2 separate regions of the Gasterosteus aculeatus genome follow, and region 2 is linked to region 1. The links are chromatin contacts, called in public Hi-C maps. All regions are on one chromosome and are shown on one strand. Each heading gives the region's core, a stretch centred on a gene start, on an enhancer-like site or on the middle of the called end of the contact. The rest is flanking DNA. Distances are from core to core; before and after follow the strand shown. Region 1 overlaps slc8a1b (solute carrier family 8 member 1b). Region 2 holds the start of mrps5 (mitochondrial ribosomal protein S5).

What was found. A called contact is a pair of places that touch in the nucleus more often than the background predicts.
Region 2: a contact with region 1 is called in a Hi-C map of skeletal muscle, with 1.8 times the contacts expected there. The contact joins the promoter of mrps5 here to the enhancer-like site in region 1. A contact is called at or near these places in 2 of 6 Hi-C or Micro-C datasets (liver and skeletal muscle).

The regions. Positions count from the first base shown.
Region 1 is chr6:19,979,730-19,982,429 of fGasAcu3.hap1.1, reverse strand. It overlaps slc8a1b (solute carrier family 8 member 1b), which reads left to right. Exons shown (of 11, transcript XM_078104314.1): 9 at 17-106; 10 at 1,549-1,652; 11 at 1,754-2,215. The coding sequence ends at 2,026. Among protein-coding and RNA genes, the nearest start is that of LOC120821084, 20 kb to the right of the region's middle. Within about 2 kb of position 1,304, at least 2 of the 9 cell types and tissues checked have open chromatin away from gene starts, as enhancers often do.
Region 2 is chr6:20,067,437-20,070,136 of fGasAcu3.hap1.1, reverse strand. mrps5 (mitochondrial ribosomal protein S5) reads right to left here and starts at 1,343. Exons shown (of 12, transcript XM_078104316.1): 1 at 1,115-1,343; 2 at 413-556; 3 at 201-326; 4 at 1-21. The coding sequence starts at 1,163.

The DNA of each region.
Region 1 (2,700 bases), core at 55-2,554:
TGGTGTCTCCTCTCAGGCGATCTGGCCTCTCACTTCGGCTGCACCGTCGGCCTGAAGGACTCCGTCACAGCGGTGGTGTTCGTTGCCTTGGGAACGTCCGTACCAGGTGAGAGGCGGCGTCTTCTCATCCTCTCGTACTCACACGACAGTGGCCCTGAAGGTCCTGCTGTTAGACCGCTCTCCTCAGGAGGTCTGAGCTCCTCAGCCACTCCGCCACAGAGTAAAACCTCCACGTCTTTAAGTCCTCTCCTGTTCTCGGTTCCTCCCGTTCTCCCTCTGAGCAGAACCTTCAGAACATCACCAAGGTCCATTCAAGTAGCAGTCACGTGACACAGCAGCAGCATGTAAATGTGCCCTTGGAGATGTTTGAATATATATATATATGTGTGTATATGTATATATATCGAAGGAGGTCCTTCTGAAAAGGAACGATGGAATTTTTTAGCTAACAGGAAAATAAATTAATCTTCTAACCGATTATGAAACAGTCACCTAAATTAAATTATATTATATGTATTAAATTATATTATATACAAAACCATCAGTGAAAGTTATTTAAATTAATTAAAAAAAGTGTGATTTAACTTGACATGGTCTCACACACACACACACACACACACACACACACACACACACACACACACTTGCACTGGGAGCTATTGCTATTAGCATATAGCTATCCGTCATCCCAGGCTCAGGTGGTCACTGCCTCCCATTTAGGGAGCTCAGGGGGAAAGAAACTAATGTATTTCATACCATCATACACACATATATAGACTTTCATACACACACACACACACACACACACACACACACACACAGCTGCTTATGATACAGAAATACACACATGACCACACAACGAGTTGAGCTGCAGAAAGGAAACAAAGTGGTTCGGCCTTTGTGAGGCTTTCAGGCTTGTTAACAGAGCCTCCCATGGCCGACACACACACACACACACACACACACACACACACACACACACACACACACACACACACACACACACACACACACAAACACAAACACACACTCTTAAGCCCATCAGAGCTGTGAAGCTTTAAGGTGTATGGGGAGATCTATCCTCCCCCTCCTCTTCCTCCTCCTCCTCCTCCTCCTCCTCTATTACATCACCAGCGTCGCCTCTCACTGTCTCCGCTGATAAAAGCAGGACGCCTCATGAGACCAACGAGGGGACAATAGCGAGGACACGAGCGATACCAGCTGACCTCATGTGGTCCTCATGTGGTCCTCATGTGGTCCTCATGTGGTCCTCATGTGGTCCTCTCTCTCTCTCAATGAGGGGCTGCTGTAGTCTGGCAACCAGGAGAGTTATTATTCTACCATCAGGGTGTAAACAGATCACCCCCCCCCCCAACAGAAGAATAGCATCATCAGGTTTACAATGTTTACTGAGGGAATAAATGAAGAGAGAAGTAGAGTCAGTAGAGTCGCCCCCTGCTGGTCACCACATAGAATGCAGCTTTAACTCTAGAAGCTTTGACTGAAACTTCTTGGAAAGCTTGAATGTTCCTGCTTTTTCTCCCTCAGACACTTTTGCCAGCAAGGTGGCCGCTACCCAGGATCAGTATGCAGACGCATCCATCGGTAACGTGACGGGCTCCAACGCCGTCAACGTGTTCCTGGGCATCGGGGTGAGTCCCGCCCACCTACGCTGGTCATACTGGGGAATTCAACCGTGTGAGTGTTGCCGTTACTCAGTCGTTGTGCCCCCCCCCCCCCCCCCCCCCCCCAGGTGGCCTGGTCCATCGCCGCCATCTACCACAGCAGCAAGGGGGAGGAGTTCAGGGTGGACCCGGGCAAGCTGGCCTTCTCCGTCACGCTCTTCACCATCTTCGCCTTCATCGCCGTCGGCACGCTGATGTACCGACGGCGGCCGGAGATCGGCGGGGAGCTGGGGGGGCCGCGGACGGCGAAGGTGGTGACCACCATGCTGTTCGTCAGCCTGTGGCTGCTCTACATCCTGTTCTCCTCGCTGGAGGCCTACTGCCACATCACGGGCTTCTAGGAGGGGGGGGGGGACACGGGAGGCGTGAAACCATCGATCTATCACTGCCTCCCTTTACGCAATAGATTGATTGACAGGTGAATGGATGTACAGACGGAGAAATGGACGACGCATTGGAGCAGACGGAGACAGCGTGGACGGAGAGACGAGTCCGGAGAGCGAGAGGAGAGAAGAAGAAGAGTAATAAAATAAGGAATAGTTTTTGTTGTGTTGATCTATAAATCCAAACCAATCAGGTTGTTCTTAACCCGCCGTGTTAAATACATTAAACTAATCGACCAGGCGCACGCAAGACGAGCGCCGCGTCCTCCAACCGTACTCCCGTCTCCAACCACAGCAAGAGACCCTGGAGGACACGTCAGGGCGTCCCTGCATGGCCGGACGCTCAGACGGAGGACACACCGCCGCCACTGTTAAGCCACTACAAGCCGCGTGCGTCCGCGTGCGTTTCTGTGCTCGTGTGTCGAGGGAAAGACGGTCGAGTCCTGTGAACAAAATACGACCAAAAAAAAAAAAAAGCAAAAAAACGGCTCGTCTTGCCGAGACGGACGGCGCCTTCTCTTCGGAGGGAGGGCGCATTCGATTCGAGCACCAGGTGCGACCTGCAGGTCCGTTGCCCTTGTGAATGTCTGCAGCTCTGCACGCTAGATGTGGCGGACTGGAGGTCCTGACGG
Region 2 (2,700 bases), core at 94-2,593, 88 kb before region 1:
GCCACAGAAACCCACCGCGACCTGGGGGGGTTTGGGGGGGTCAGGGACACGAGTATGAACACAGTTCTGATCCTCCTCCAGCTCCTCCGTGGAGGATGAGAGAGTAACGACTTGTCCAGAAGGATTGCAGCTTTCAGAAGAATCATGAGCAGCTTAAACTAAATATCAGACAGACAGACGGAGACAGACGGATGTCTCACCTTCTCCAATGATCTGTCCTCTGTTCAGGTCTTTCTTCATCTTGCGTTTGGTTCTCTTTCCTCGGCCTTTCCTGGCACCAGAACCCGACTCCGCCAACACGCCTTTCCACAGCTCGTCAGCCGTCACTACGCACACGCACACACACACACAGTGAGACATCTGTTCCTCGCACATTGCTTGGTTCATAGTCCCCGTCGTCCCAAACACTCACGCTTGTTGAAGAAGCTGCCCTGCCTGCTCTGCTGCCACGCCGTGGGGGGACACCGGGGGGCCGCGGGGCCTCTCTGCAGGGGGGCTCGGCTCGCCAGCTGGGACGCCTGGACGACTCCTCGACCGCAGAGCAGGGGCGCTGCACCTGAGGGGCGGGACAGAGGTGCATTGTGGGAAAGGCCTCACGAAGCCTGAACCTGGAGAGATTAAATCACTCAGATGAACGTAGGAGCTGCAGCAGCATCAACCCAGCGAGGGACAGTGGATGTCGGTATTTAGCTGGTTCACAGTGAACCGGATTAAAGAACATGGACTCAGACATCACGTGACTCTTGTTTCCTACATTTACTAATAAGCACCGAGGTGTTAAATTGACACTATTTAGAATGAGGTTTGGTGGCTATTTTCTATTCAGGTCTGCAGTACGAACACCTGTACTTACATCACTTACATCACTTACATCACTTACATCACTTATATCACTTACATCACTTAAATCACATCAACGACAGAACCACCTAAACGAAGGATTTCTGAGCACGTCGCGCAGCGGCGACCGGCTGGTCCGCGGTCAGTCAGCGGAAATGACGTCATTAATCAAACGTCCCACGTGTCAACTGACGCACGTTATAAATAATACTCCGACCATCACAGAGAGACGTTCATTAAAGCTGCGGAGGAGGAATCAACAAAGAGAATTCACCTCCGATGGAGACGCGGAGGACACAGCACAGCCGGATGGACGCCGCCATGTTGGATTTACGAAGGGTCCTTCGGCGGACAACAAGGCGTCTAAACTCCGCCTGTTGAAAAGAGGGAAAATACACACCGGGTTTGGGGTTATTTGATAATCCGATTCAGCCACATTCCGAACAGTGTCACCTCGGCTTTAGCTGGACGGACCAGTGGAGGCTGATCTACACTATTGTCTCACGTTTTAGGGCCCCGGTACGTTTGAATAATTGTGACTTAAAGGTTCCACAACAGAAACAAACATGCTTTGTCTCGTTCTAAAATCAAATCAAAAATTAACTTTGATCACATATTAAAAATGTCAAGCATGTTCCTAAAAACATGAGTTATTTGAGTAGTTAATTGCAACATGAAACAACTGTTTGATGAAAAATATACATAAATATAAACGAGACGGGAGTTAAAGCAGATAAATTATATAAAAATAAATATAACAATGTACTTCACTTTGTAAAAATAATTAAGAAAACAGTCTTAAAATCATCTGAATTAAAATATAGTATAAAAACACACAGTAAATATGCTTGTTCTGTTCGTCTGTCTTCCTTCTCTCATACTACACACACACACACACACACACACACACACACACACACACACACACACACACACACACACACACACACACACACACACACTTTGTCCTCTTCACAGTTTTTTGCTTTGCTCACTTTGCTGCTAATTTCAGAACCTTGATGCCATTTTTCCAAACTCTTGATATAAAACTCACAACCAATGATCAAACTGCATATTTTCAAATACACAAAAAACTAAGATAATTTGTTAATTGAACTAAAATCACCTGTTCAATGTGACTCAATGTGACATCAAAGTACTATTTCAAAATGCAATTCCTGCGTTACGTCCATTCATTTCATTACATTGATCAAACTGCAGTATTTGCTGCATAAGCCTCAGATGGTTTTATGGATACTGACCAACAATATCGTTTAGACCGTGAGGTTTCATTAGTGTGGAACATGAAGCGATGTGGATGTGATATTTGATCATCATTCTCTATCAGACACTGTTTCTACCGTCCATGTAGCACTCTTCACCCCATGCTGCCGTTCTGTACGTCCATCCAGGACCTTGATTCAAGTAAACTTATACTGTGATTTTATTGTATTTCAGTCACATTGTGTTCAATGATCCCACTGTGTGTACTCTTCTTTCTACTACAGTAGTACTTTTACAGGGATGTATTTACATTCAGTACAGTAATGAAACCTGTATAGTCTATTTTTTACAGCAACATTGATTGATTGATGTACAAACAGCCACATAGTGAAACTATGGTATCTTTTATGTAGGTGATCTAAATGAATGTTCCTGTTGTATTTCATGATAAATCCGTTGTTTGAACCGATGAACCTGCAGGTGAAAGGTTCCTTTAAACATCTGATCGTACAATGTGTTGAACGTTGGAGAGCCGCTGTTACAAGTGAAGACTTGACATCAAAAATAACATCACGGTTCTGAAAATAGCATCAAAGTGATTATGAGAAACATTGGCTCAGTTAAACCCTCTTCAAG